Regions from separate parts of the Mus musculus genome. Here region 1 is linked to region 2. Evidence: chromatin contacts called from public promoter capture Hi-C data. All regions are on one chromosome and are shown on one strand. Each heading gives the region's core, a stretch centred on a gene start, on an enhancer-like site or on the middle of the called end of the contact. The rest is flanking DNA. Distances are from core to core; before and after follow the strand shown.

What was found. Capture Hi-C pulls out chosen DNA fragments and counts their contacts.
Region 1: a contact with region 2 is called in a promoter capture Hi-C map of liver. The contact joins two enhancer-like sites. A contact is called at or near these places in 1 of 15 datasets of contacts at CTCF or cohesin (large pre-B cells), 14 of 484 Hi-C or Micro-C datasets (the G1E-ER4 cell line, bone marrow-derived macrophages, embryonic fibroblasts and 9 more), 7 of 115 datasets of contacts at active chromatin or transcription factors (VIP interneurons, embryonic stem cells, extraembryonic endoderm stem cells and 4 more) and 3 of 9 other capture datasets (adipose tissue, liver and pancreatic islet).

The regions. Positions count from the first base shown.
Region 1 is chr10:40,182,947-40,190,350 of GRCm38.p6, forward strand. No RefSeq gene overlaps it. Among named protein-coding and RNA genes, the nearest start is that of Gm31992, 23 kb to the left of the region's middle. Within about 2 kb of position 6,100, at least 14 of the 459 cell types and tissues checked have an H3K27ac peak or open chromatin away from gene starts, as enhancers often do. A contact at or near this core is called in liver, where this site is marked.
Region 2 is chr10:40,074,435-40,081,397 of GRCm38.p6, forward strand. It overlaps Slc16a10 (solute carrier family 16 (monocarboxylic acid transporters), member 10), which reads right to left. Exons shown (of 6, transcript NM_001114332.1): 2 at 6,229-6,373; 3 at 2,130-2,583. Among named protein-coding and RNA genes, the nearest start is that of Gm25613, 32 kb to the right of the region's middle. Within about 2 kb of position 3,062, at least 49 of the 459 cell types and tissues checked have an H3K27ac peak or open chromatin away from gene starts, as enhancers often do. A contact at or near this core is called in liver, where this site is marked.

The DNA of each region.
Region 1 (7,404 bases), core at 4,850-7,349, 110 kb after region 2:
TTCACATTGGTTTTATCAAGAGTCTGACTGTAAAAAGGAGTCCCGGACTGACCCCTCTGATGACGTGGAGCCAGAGGCCCCAAGACCTCCCAGCTTCCACCCCTTTGCTTGTTTCCCTGTGTCTGTGAACCTCAGTAGAACTCTGGAGTCATCCCCCTGCTGGGCAACTGTGATAAGGTCTTCCCTTGACACCCTCCAAGTCCCGATCCCTGTGACCGATGTCTCACATCCCCAAGAAGCACAGTAAAATTGTTCTGGACCCCCACATGCAACAGGCCTCTTCTCCCTGGGACATATATAAAAAGCCCTCCATCAACATTGGAGGTATGAATGTCGTAAAGTCAGGCCATGAGTTATCGGCCAGCTGGCACAGATCAAAGGTCAAATCTGGGAACCAGAGGGTCCCAAGTGGCATTTTCATATAAGCCAGTTGAGCGAAGTAACCAGTCTCAGGATTCTAGATTGTCCAAGTCAAGTCATAAGGCTGGTGTGGGTTTCTGGTCTCTGAATGGAGGCTTGGGCTGGTGGCAGCAGTACACACAGCTAGTAAAAACAGCAAGCTTAAGACTGGGTTGATTTGCTGGGCAGTGGTGGCGCACGCCTTTAATCCCAGCACTTGGGAGGCAGAGGCAGGCAGATTTCTGAGTTCAAGGCCAGCCTGGTCTACAGAGTGAGTTCCAGGACAGCCAGGGATACACAGAGAAATCCTGTCTGGAAAAACCAAAAAAAAAAAAAAAAAAAAAAAAAAAAGACTGGGTTAATTTTAGCTTCAAAGGATTGGGTTAATTTTAGCTTGAAAGGATTGGTGGCCCTTTGAACTTTCTATTCCAGCGGCAGGGGATCTTCTTCTGGGGAGAGGGGATTAGCTGGTCTCACATAAGTGCAGTACACCCAGGCAGCAACCCCAGACACTTTAACAGCAGGTGGTGTGGTCAGCGAAACAATGTAGGGTCCTTTCCAGCACATTGAGGCAAAATCTCACATAGACCCAGTCTCCAGGTTGAAACTTGTTTGGTTCCGGAACCAGACCTGCTTCATAGAGGACACACAGTTTAGGCCAAACCTGCTCGCGAGCCCACTGGGTGGCTCTGACCTTAGTTGTTAATTCATCATCTTCTAACTCTGCAATAGCTGCTGACTGAAAGTTAGGCACGATAGGAGCAGGGATACCATACATGATTTCAAAGGTGGTCAACCACATCCAGTAAGGAGAGCCAATATAAGGCAAAGGAAAGGAGTGTCACACAGTCCCTGTCAGTTTCCATGGCTAATTTGGTCAAGGCCTCTCTTAACTACCTATTCATCCTTTCTACCTGTCTGATCTTTGGGGTCGGTACACACAATGTAATTTCCAATCTGCCTCAATAAATCTTGCTACACCCTGGCTCACCTTGGATACGAATGCCAGTCTATTGTCTGACCCTATGATGTGAGGGAATCCATACCTAGGTAGGATATCTTCCAGCAAATTCTTAGCTACTACCTGTGGAGTTTCAGTCTTTGTTGGGAATGCCTCTGTCCATCTGGAGAAGGTATCCAGTAAGTACTTTGTAGCCATACTTCGCCTTTTTGACGTCTGTAAAATCAACTTCCCAGTAGGCCCTCGGTTTCTCACCTCGCAGACGAGAGCCTGGATGTTTGGCAGTGTTGTGGGTGTTGGTCAGTTGACAAGCTTTGCAGCTTGACACTGTGTTCTCAGTAGTATGCTGCATGTTTCTGAAAGTCACTTTAGATTGTCTCACTGTGTCTGCCATCCGTCTCACTCCCATATGAGTGACTCTATGGGTTTTCCTAAGGATAGATCTTGCTAGGGAGATGGGTAGTATTAGCTTACCTTTAGCCATCTGCCATCAGCCCTCTGAACACCACCCCACGGTCTGATTCTTGATCCACTTGATCTCTTCTTCCGTATAGACTGGACATTCAGGCAGGTTGGGGTTAGTGGTTCTGGTAAAGTCACAGCTAACACAGACGCAGCTGTTTCCTCTAAGGCCACCTCTTTGGCAGCTTTGGTAGCTAAATAGTTACCTCTAGCCACTGCCATGATTCCTTCCTGATGACCTGGACAGTGTATGATCGCCACTCTAATCAGCAGCCAGAGGGCATCGAGTAATTATAGGGTTTCACCTCTGTTTTTGATAGTTTTTCCTTCTGCAGTTAGGAGCCCTCTCTTCTGGTATACGGTTCCATATACATGAACAGTTGCAAATGTATAACGATATACTAGCTGATTTTGTGTCAACTTGACACAGGCTGGAGTTATCACAGAGAAAGGAGCTTCAGTTGAGGAAATGCCTCCATGAGATCCAGCTGTAAGGCTTTTTCTCAATTAGTGATCAAGCGGGGAAGGGCCCAAGGGGTGGTGCCATGCCTGGGCTGGTAGTCTTGGTTCTATAAGAGAGCAGGCTGAGCAAGCCAGGGGAAGCAAGCCAGTAAGGAACATCCCTCCATGGTCTCTGCATCAGCTCCTGCTTCCTGACCTGCTTTCTGACCTGCTTGAGTTCCAGTCCTGACTTCCTTTGGTGATGAACCAGCAGTGTGAAAGCTGAATAAACCCTTTCCTCCCCAACTTGCTTCTTGGTCATGATGTTTGTGCAGGAATAGAAATGCTGACTAAGACAAACTGGTACCAGCATAGTGGGGTATTTCTGTGACAACCTGACCATGTTTTGGGGAGGGAGGACTATGGAAGGACTTTGGAACTTTAGGTTAGAAGATCCAATCAGTGTTAAGAGCTCTATGGGATGTTGTGTAGGAGCTTGGAAGATAATGTTGAGAACAGTGCAGAAGATGGAGGCCTGGCTTGTGAAATTTCAGAGGGAAGCTTAAAGACTCTTATCAGGGCAGTTGCTATTTTGATAGTGAAGATTCTATGGTTCTGGTTAGCTGGGGCTGAAGAATCAGCTGTGATTAACAAGATACCAGAACTACTAAAGCAAACCTTTGTGTTACAGGGACTATTGATACTGGTTAGCTGGAGCTCAGAAATTAGCAGTGATTAAGAAGAGACCAGCATCATTGAGGTGAAATCTTCTGGGAAGTGTTTTATGAAAGCACAAAGAGGCTGTGTTACAGAGATAGGCAAGATTGTACCTTGTGCTGTGGCTGGGCTTGGTAATGTGTAAGAGTCACCCAGATGGTACTGATTTTGAAGGCATGAAGAGGTCATGGAGAACAGCTGAGACTTGACACTGTGAGAGGCCAAGGAAGGTCACTGGTGAATGTGTGGCCTCAGTTGCAAATGATGACCCAGGACTGAAGGGGTCATGCAAAGGAGTTGAGGCTTGGCACCATGAAGAGAGCCTATGAGAGGCTATTGGTAAAGCCAAGTTACAGCAGAAAACAGCAGTGTTTTAGATATGCCAGTGCCATGAGGTGACCACCAAGAGCAGCAGCAGCAGTGGAGTACAGGCAGCCAGAACCTAGAAGACAAGGTGTGTGCTACAAAGGGCATGGCTGGAGAAGTGACCCAAGCCCTTGGAGGAATCCAGAAGATCGTGAGTGGATCCTAGACATTGGACAGTTGGAGTCTGATTTTGCTTTTTGGTTGTGACTGTGCCCTGATATTTTTCCCTCTTTTTTTTTAAATATTTATTCATTAAGTACACTGTAGCTGTCTTCAGACGCATCAGAAGAGGGTGTCAGATCTCATTATGGGTGGTTGTGAGCCACCATGTGGTTGCTGGGATTTGAACTCAGGACCTTCAAAAAAGCTGTCAGTGCTCTTACCTGCTGAGCCATCTCGCCAGCCTGATATTTTTCCCTCTTGAAGGAAGAAAGTATTTTAGTGGAGCCCACAGTTAATTTTTTCATTGTAAAATAAATAAATAAATAAATAAATAACTTTGAATTTTAAAAGAAATTGGATATTTTAAAGGGATTGAAATTTTAAGAATTTGCAAAGACTTGGAACTTTTAAAGTTATTTAGGTCTTGAGGATGAATAAGAAAGTAAAAGTTGAGGCTTAATAGTGATGTGTTTGTGTGTCCAAGTTGACAAGGAATCAATTGTACTGGCTGGTTTTGTGTCAACTTGACACAGGCTGGAGTTATCACAGAGAAAGGAGCTCCAGTTGGGGAAATGCCTCCATGAGATCCAGCTGTAAGACTTTTTCTCAATTAGTGATCAAGTGGGGAGGTCCCATTGTGTGCGGTGTCATGCCTGGGCTGGTAGTCTTGGGTTCTATAAGAGAGCAGGCTGAGCAAGCCAGGGGAAGCAAGCCAGTAAGTAACATCCCTCCATGGCCTCTGCATCAGCTCCTGCTTCCTGACCTGCTTGAGTTCCAGTCCTGACTTCCTTTGGTGATGAACAGCAATGTGGAAGTGTAAGCTGAATAAACTCTTTCCTCCCCAACTTGCTTCTTGGTCATGATGTTTGTGCAGGAATAGAAACCCTGACTAAGACAACCGGCTATCTGTAAAGATGTTGACGGCTAGCCCTTTTCCCATGATAAGGGCCTGGGATAGCGCTATCAGTTCAGCCCTTTGAGTTGAGGGACCTGGGTAAAGAGACTAGATCCAAATTGCCTCCGTTTCTGTGGTCACTGCTGATCCTGCTTTTCTGCAACCCTCTCAAATGAAACTGCTTCATCTGTGAACCAAGTCCACTCTGCTCCTGGGAGAGGTGAGTCCTTTAGGTCAGGTCAAGTACTGTGTACTTGTGCTAGGATTTCACTGCACTGGTGGAGCAGGTGGTTCAGGTCAGGGTCAGGGTCAGGGAGAAGGGTCACAGGATTTAAGGAAGCAGGCAGCTGGAAAGTAACTCAGCCAGGATTGATTAGTAAGGTCTGATAATGAGTCATGCGGGCATTACTGAGCAATCTGTCAGGTAGCTGTTTGAGTACCCCTTCTATTGCTTGGGGGGTAGTCATGGCTAAATTTTGTCCCAAAGTCAATTTATCTGCATCTTTAACCAGTAATGCCATAACCATAATGATATGCAGGCAAGGTGGCCATCCTGCTGCCACTGGTTCTAATTTTTTTTGACAAATAAGCCACAGGCCATTTCAATGGTCCAAAAGTTTGAGTCAGGACCCCTTTAGCTATTCCTTTCTGTTCATCAACATATAAGTGAAATGGTTTAGTGATGTCTGGTAGCCCCAAAGCAGGAGCGACAGCAGGGCCTACTTTATTCTCTCAAAAGTCCTTTGATGATCTTGAGTCCAAACAAAGTCTTTGACTTCTCTGGTGGCTATTTCTGCGAAACCTGGAATCCATAGTCTGCAAAAGCCTGTGAACCCCAAGAACTCTCTTCTCTGTCTTGGGCTCTAGGGGTTGGGTATGCTGAGAATGGTCTCTTTTCTTGCTGTAGAAAGCCACCGCTGGCCCTCCTTTAGAATATAGCCAAGAGAGGTGACCTCAGTCTTACAGAGCTGTGCCTTCTTGGCAGACGCCCGATATCCCATGTTCCCCAGAGCCTGTAGAAGATTCTGGGTCCCTTCCTTGCATCCCTCTTCGGTTTCTGCTAAAATTAAAAGGTCATCTACATACTGCACAAGGGTTATATCTGCTCTATTGACTCTGTAATCACCCAGGTCCTCATGCAGAGCTTCATCAAAAATAGTGGGTAAATTCTTGTAGCCTTAAGGCAGGCGAGTCCAGGTGAGTTGTCCATTGATGTCTTTTTCAGGATCGTACCACTCAAAGGCAAAGTATTTCTGGCTCTTGGGAGCCAAAGGTAAGCTGAAGAAAGCATCCTTTAGGTCCAGAACAGAATACCATTTCCTATCTGGAGGTAGAGAGCTCAACAGAGTATAAGGGTTAGAATGTGTGTCCATCACCCTGAAGATAACTTACCATAGATCTTGGACATGGCGGTAGTCATTGGACTTTGGCTTCTTCACAGGCAATAATGGGGTGTTCCTGGCTGAATGGCATGGCCTAAGGACTCCCAAGGCCAACAGTTTCCGGATGGGGAGTGATCCCCTTTCATGCCTCTTGGGACATAGGATATTGTTGGACCCATGCTGGGTCTGCTCCCAGCTTGAGCTCCACAAATACAGGGGGTCAGTGTTTTGCCAACCCCATGTCTCCAGTTTCTGTCCACGCCTGGGGAAACTCTGCCAGCCAGGCCTCCAGGACTTTTTCCGCTGGCAGCTGGTGACTCATTTAGTCTATACTCAGCCTCAGAGGTCAGGTCAAGTGTCAGCACCTGGATTGGATTTCTGTTGCAGTTTGCTAGCTGAATTTCCCCAGGGTCAAAATGAATCTGGGCTCTCATTTTGGCTAGTAGATCTCTCCCCAGTAAAGGGTGTGGGCACTCAGGAATAACTGTGAAGGAATGAGACACTTAACCCATCCCCAAGTCCACTGTTCTTTGGATAGCCCATGAATATTGTTTGATGCCTGTGGCTCCTGAGACACAGGATTTCTTATTAGACAATGGCCCTTAAGCCTTCGTGAGCACCTTAAGCCTTAAGTGTTGGGCTCCAGAATCCACTAGGAAATCTAAAGGCTTCACACACACACACACACACACACACACACACACACACACACACACTCTCTCTCTCTCTCTCTCTCTCTAAGGGTTAGCCTGGGCTCAGGAGGTGCCTGTAGTCTTGTTTGGGGGCTTTTTCTTTGGGCATTCTCAAGCCCAGTGTCCTTGCTCCCAACAATAAGCGCATTGGTTCTTACCTAAGGCTGATTGGCAGCCTTCTCCAGGCTCTGGCCAGTGGCCTCCTCCAGGTTCTCTCCCCTCTGCAATGTTCTGGAGCTGGCGCCTCCTCTCTCTCTCTCTCTGGTCCAGGTTACCATTGGCTAGCAGGACTTTGGCTAGATCTCTGTTTACTATCTTCCCTGCCTGGATCTTCTTTTTCTCTTTCGTTTCCCTGTTATGGCACACTTTCTCCACATCCTCCACCAAACCTCTCAATGACTTCTCCCCTGGTCTTTCTAAGTTCTGTAACTTCCTTCTAATGTCAGGTGCTGACTGATTTATCAACACCAGCAACACTGTGTTAGACTTCTCCATTTCCTCAGGGTCTAAGAGTGTATAATGGCAGAAAGTGTCCATAGTCCGCTCAAGGAACTCTGCAGGGCTTTCATTATCTTTCTGCCTGACATCATAAACCTTAGCCAAATTAGTGGACCACTTGGCAGCTGCCCTGAGACCTGCTGTTAGAGACTGGTGATAAACATGGAGACGTTCCTTACCTGTCCCCATATTGTAATCCCAGGCTGGTCTCCTGAGAGGAAACCCCTCATCAATATTGGCTTGGTTCTGAGTTGGAGTGCCATTGGCGCCTGGAATGTTCTTCCAAGCCTCCAGAACGATTTCGTTCCTTTTCCTCTGTTCTGAAGAGAATCTGCAACAATTGTTGGCAATCATCCCAGGTGGGCTGAGGTGTCTAAGAGACCAATGAGCTCTTTAGGGTTGTCAGAGAACCTAGAATGCTCTATTCTC
Region 2 (6,963 bases), core at 1,812-4,311:
CGAAGACCCAATGCCATAAACTTTTTCTAATTCTCTAAGCAAAAACTATCTTTCTCCTGTGAAGCTATAAACCAGGAGTTAAAATGATGTACTTGCCTACTTTACAGATTTATTATAAGGGACAGATTAAGTAATATGTGAAATTAACTAATTGTAAACCTTATAACCAGATATGGCCATTTCTCTGAGTGTTTTCAACTTTTAGCACCAATGAGAATTAGAAAAGAAAAAAAGTTGGGCTCAGTGACACATGCTGTAACTACAGAAGCAGAGGAAGGAAATTCATAGAGGAAAGCCTGAGCTACATAGCCAGTCTCAAAACAGGGGGCTAGGGGTGGAGATACACAATAAGTGTTTCTTCAACTAAGAAACTGTCACAGAGGTAGGTTGGTAAAGCTGAGTCTTTCTCAACAGACCCATATTCCAACAAAACCTAATTCAATGGTTGCAGAGATACCTGAAAGAATAAAGAAGGACTAACAGACCAGATTTACTTACTATGAATGCCACGTGACTCCCATGCCTGCCCCTAGTTCTCGCTCATGCTTTTCCATTGCCAGGCTAGCTGCTTCGTACCATCCCAGCTTGTCCTCAACAGAGAATTCACAGAGCAAAACTATTCTCAAACCCAGACATGTTCCCCACCTCTCATCACAACACCTTGGCTCAATATCTTTCTGAACTATGCACAGGAGCCCACTAAGGAATCATGGTGTAGTCATTAGCTGATGTTCTAGGCCTGAACTGTGCACAGGAGCCCACTAAGGAATCATGGTGTGGTTATCAGCTGATGTTCTAGGCCTAGGAACTTTGTGAGCCACTGTTACTTTCAACAAAAATTTTAACTGAAGATAAATTACAGCTATCCCAAAGTAGACTATAAGGTTTAAACAGAAACAACCAACCGACCCACCCACACAGTTAGAACATACACCAAAGAAAAACTGAAGCAAACGCTGTTTTTGTTCATTATTGAACTGTATTTATTTTCCACCACAAAGAGTAAAGAAAAAAAGGAAGAGGAGGACCACAAGGAGAAGGGAAGAGAAAGAAGACAACACACACACACACACACACACACACACATACACACACATACACACACACACATACACATACATACACACACACACATACATACATACACACACATACATACACACACACACATACATACACACACATACACACACATACACACACACACATACACACACATACACACACATACACATACATACACACACACACACACACACATACACACACATACACACACACACATACATACACACAGAGAGAGAGAGAGAGAGAGAACACCTTTGAGTACATTTTGCCTAAGGCAAATACCTTGATGCTGTTTATTGGTGATTCAGTATAAACAGGATGAATGTTGACATTGAAGAAAACGACAGAAAAGGCTTGAGCACTTGAAATCCTAATTTCCCATAAAATTTTAAGGCTTTTCTCTCATTGAAATTTTCCCTGTCATTTCTCAAATACTTCTCTGATGAGAATTCTCGTGTTTTCCAGAAATATCTCACAAATAGATACAATGTTTCTTTGTATTAGTCACTGTCATTTTGTTAACTACGTAATTTCTGCATCCATCTGTTCAAAATTATTAATATTAACAAGGTCATTACACTCAATTGATCCCTGAATGAGATCAGCAAGCTCCTTCTGGAAGTGATCGATCAGACCTTTTTGCTACATTTCTTTCCTGGGGGAATGGGTGGTGGAGGGGCTCCTAGCTGCAGCAGTGAAGGCTGGAGGATGGCCCTCAGGAGCTGGCTCTCGCCTCCCACTGTGGGAGCTGCCAGACATCAAACTCAGGCTGTCAGGCTTGGCAGCATCTTACCCATTTCACATATCTTACCTTGATATAATTCATTCCAAGATTTTAGTTCCCCTTTTAAAAAACTGCGTTTGCTTGGGATTTTTAAAATGCTGAAGCACACCATTAGACCCTTTGTTTGATTGTCTGATGGGGGAACTGCTCTTGTTTGAAAAACCTTTCATTCTCAGAGTCTGGGGGCAGGCTTCCTGACATGTCTTGCTCATCTGGATAGATCTCCCTTGTGACCCGATGATATTTATTACAAACAGAGCCAAAGATGCATACTTACCAAGTGAACGTAAGGCACAAAGTAGCCAAAAAGTGCAAGTGGTATCCCAGCAGCCCACACTGCATAGGTTGTCTCCTTGAAGAGGGCAAAGTTAAAGACTTTTTTTGGAGGACTAAGCTTTCTCCTGGAGAAGAATGAGCTTCTGCTGCCCCCACTCTCTTTCTCTTTGGTGCTGGGAACAAGAGGTCGGTAGGTAAAGCCAGCCAGAAAGAGAACAAACATGAAGATGCAGAGGATCCGCAGCGTGTTAAAGAGCTTCACACTGCTGATTAGATTTCCTAACAGCAAAGGGAGCAGGATTGTGAAGACGCTGCTGCCGGCCGTGACGATGCCGTTGACTAGTCCAAGGCGCTTCTTGAAGTAGTGTCCCAAAATGACCAGTGACGGCTGGTAGGCAAAGGAGCAGCCGCAGGCAAATATGATTCCATAGGTGAGGTACAGAGGCTCGATGGAGCTGTGTAAAGATGAAAAAGACAGAACAGAGCTTTAATCTTTTCTTAATGGTGCTTGGTAAAAGAAAGTCTCAGAGAGAGGCTGGAGAGAGGCCTCAGCTGTTAGGAGCATCTGCTGCTCTAGCAGAGGACTTGGACTCAGTTCCCAGACCCCACATGGCAGCTCATGATCCCATAACTCCACCTCAGAGGCATCAAAGATAGCCTCTTCTGGCCTCTGTGGACACTAGCCATGCACAGGGTGAATATACATATCTGCAGCTAAACACTCATACACATGGAATATGGAGCAAATCTTTAAAGGAATTCCCTTAGCAAAAACAGATCTTGTCAATGTTCTCTGAAAATAAAAATCAAAAATGGAGAAAAGCCTAATAAATCAAGAATACAGCAGTAAAATATTTCACTTAATCTGAATGTCTGAAAACTGACCATTAAGGTCATCAGTGCCTTGTCCCCTGTTCCCTGCCAAGGACTTCTACTGAACCATATACAGCATTGAGTAAGAACTGTGCTCTGCACAGCTCAGAAAAGAGCTGCCAGGAACGGACAATAAAATCTTCCTCAATAATACTTTTAAATTACATTTCAACTGTGTACACTCATTATTTTTATGGCACATCCCAGGTGCTTACTAAGCAATATACACCAAGAAAAGACTATGTTTGGTACTGTCTTCCAGTGTTTTGTCAAGAACATTTGCATTGAAGAGCAGCTGGACTCCTCCCACCCGCACTGGCCCAGGGCTGCCAACCAACCTTTGCCCTGTATTGCGCTGTTCCTGTATTGCATTGTGCAAGATAAGAAGAAGTGACATCCCGATTGCACTAAGACTTAACTAAGTGTGCCCAGCAGTGATTTCAGTCTGCAGACTTTTATAGTAAGCTCTTATGTCTCAAAAGAATAGTAAAGGATATAAGAATGTTTAATTTAATCAAATAACTACATTTCTTAGGACAGTGAAGGGATATGTGCTTTGAAATAATTTAGGTAAGGACTAAAGGAAATCAAGTGAAAAGTTGCCATCTTTTCTTTCTTTTTGCAAAGTCAATTCAAAAGGCGACTTATCAGTAGTAAAACCAACTAAGAAAGATAAAGCTGGTTAATAATTAAATTTTGAACAATAATGCTCACTTACCAGCATACTGAGGTATCACATGGACTCGGATCTGATCAAATGAAGGCACGCTGGCAATCCTGAGAAGCCCTTCCCCCGCCCCATTCGTTCACACCCAGCTCTGCCACCGTTAAGAGTCACTTCTGGACCTTTCCAGATTAATCTCACCTCACTCTGATGACTACTAACCAAATCTCTACTCTTGACTCAAAAGACACAATAAACAGAAACTTGGTTGAAAAGTGTTTGTGGCTTCAAGTTAGTCACGGCCTGCTTAAAGAAATACTTTTATCTCTATCCCAGTAAGAATCGTACAGAACAAGTAACGGTTCACTTTAAAAGTATATCTTAATTACTACTACTGCATTTGTGTGTATGGATGCTTCGCCTGCGTGCACATCGTCCTCCATGTGTGCCTGGTACTTATGAGGCCAGAAGAGTGACTGAATCCCCTGGGACTGGAGTTATAGACAGTTATGAGCTACTATGCGGCTGTTGGACGTCAAACCCAGGTCCTCTGCAAGAACAGCCAATGTCCTCAATCACTGAGGTATCTCTCCAGCCCCTGCTTCATTCTTTTTGGTTGGAGGGGGAAGTTGCCTGTTTTGTTTTTAGACAAAGTCTCTCACCGTATGGCAGAGATTAGCCTCGAGTTCCCAATGCTTCATTCTGTATGAAATTTTCCACATAAGCAGTTTTCCAAAATAATTGCAAGTTCTTGAATTCTCAAAAATCAAAACAATTTTAAAGAAAAGGTAAAATCTATTGTGCATTTCTCTGCCTCCCTCAAAACATATATTAGAAGCAGTATTGATAGCATTATTATCACAAATATCAAGTGCTAGAGGAACTTCACAATACGGAGATGATGAAGCCAGATGGGCATGTGCATATAGCAGAAGCAGTCTTTGGAGAATGAGTTGAAATCTCATGCACTTACTGAGATTGGCCTCGCATCTTCTTGTGAACCTTTGTGTCACTGTTCTCCTAGAACCTCTGTCACTCATGTCTGTCCTCAGGACAAACAGCTGCTTTCAGTGGTTGAGATTGGACATCTAACTGTAGTGTAAGTCAGTACGATTACAAGGACTCAGAGCCAGGACACTGCTGTGACCAGTGTGCTAGAGAAGGCTCCCTAGAAGGCAGAAGAAGAGTCACAGGAAAAGTGGACCTGCCACCTGACACTGGTAGCTTACACTCTCTCTGTGACACTCTGTGATGGTCTGACAGCCTTTCACTATCAGGTTAAACAACGAAACTGAGTCATGCGAGGATATTACATATATCAAGGTCAATGTGGTCTCTGGAAATGCTTCTCCTGGGCTTTGAGATATGGAGACAGAAGAAGGAGAGGCACACACTGGTTACAATATCCAGCTGGAGAGCAGGCTCTGAGCCTTTCCTCCTAGCAGTCTCTCCAAGCCCTCAGGAGAGGCAAAGCTATAGGTCCAGTACATGAGTACCTACAGAATCTCAAACAAACTTTCCTTTTTATACAGGAGGTTTAGAAGCCCTCAGAAAGGCTCTTTAAAGATGAAAACCTTCTTATGCTGCTAATAAGTATAATTTGAAGGAACCTGAGTAGAATTTGAAGGGAAAAGTACAAATGCTAGCTGCTTGCTTAGACTGAGGAAGAGCTGTGTGTGTACGGAGTGACATGAGAAGCTAAGCATGCCTCTGAATAAATAAGAAGAAACTTAGAAAGCAGGGCAACTCTACAAGCTGGATTCCTTCTGACTGCCACCAAGGACTACATCATGGTTTTCAACTAAGGAACACGAGGGTAGGCATGGGGGAGAGGCAAGATAAGCCCCAGCTGGAGAATGGTCTTTGGGCTTCTCCTTGCTAATGGCCCCTGCTACCAACCAGTGTGGCAGAGTACACCAGTGTTCCTCTAACTGAAATTCTCAGAGCCACAAAGAGAACTGAGGACAAGAGCTCTGAACATCACAGCGTGTCCTGTCATTAGTGTCTTTGGAGGCCTGCATCTTTTCTTCTAATAGATGTAGTTTATGACATTAAGTTTTCAAGAATATTTAACCACCTCATTTTGTCATGATATTAAAATGTTTTAATATTTTTAAATTTTTATTATTTTTATTATTTTCTTAAACCATAGACTGGAATTCTCTATCTGGGTTGGCACTGATTTAAAAGACCTTATTCTCATCAATAAATTTTCCTATCAAGCTTATTACTTTAAATATCACTTACTCAACCCTTTAGATCTAAGATGGCAGTGACTTTAAACTCAAGCCACAAGTTTAGATAACTCACAAATATAAATAGTTTCCTTTATGGGTTTACATAAATAGATTAAGACAAATGGAAACACATTTTTCTTGGCTCCAGTGAACACATACATCCTGACATCTAAATTGGCCCCTGCAGGCAAATGAATTAAATGTTTAGCCTCTGGCATACTGCTGATCTATGGAATGTTAAGATTTTAAGGGGATTCTCTTTGTAAACAGCGAAGTTTGAACCTGGAAGGCTCAAGAACAACGTGAAGTGGCGGCCACGTCCTTACCTTACAAAAGAACTGGACATGAGTCCAATGAATCCCACAGCTGCCCCCACAACAGCTGTTCTCCGGCAGCCGAACATGTCCGTGAAGACACTCACGATGGGGCAGCAGAAGAAGATCATGCCCATGGACAGCGAGCCCACCCACGCTGGGGAGGAAGAGGAAGAGCATTACAACATTGAAAGCTGTATTTAGAAGGTGGCTAAATCACTTCAAAGAAGACCACTGGTGCACACTGACAGGCAGAGGAAAGAGAGGCCACAGCAAATCAGTCGCAAGCCTCAACACTTGCTTAAGTACCTGGACAGTAGTAATTCATACAGCAACTGTATTTAATTGAATTCTTAAAAAGTTTGTGTGTTTAAATTAATTGAACACTCTTCTATGACTTTGTCTAATTGATATGTGATCTTAAGCAATCTATAATCTAAAAGACAAAATTCATAAAAGCTGGACAAGTGGAGCAACCTATGGTCCCAGCACCGTGAAAGCTAGGATAGAAGGAAAATGAGATCGAGTCAGCTTGGATGACACAGTAAGACCCTACACACACACACACACACACACACACACACACACACACACACACACACACACGCACACATTCACAATACATTTAGTTTAGGAATTTATGCCAGGAAGGTCAAAATACAGAGAAATGACCACTAAAATCAGGACAGTGACTATAACTCTTTTATTTTAGGATGTTTCTGTAATCCAGGGTCTCACTCTGTAGCC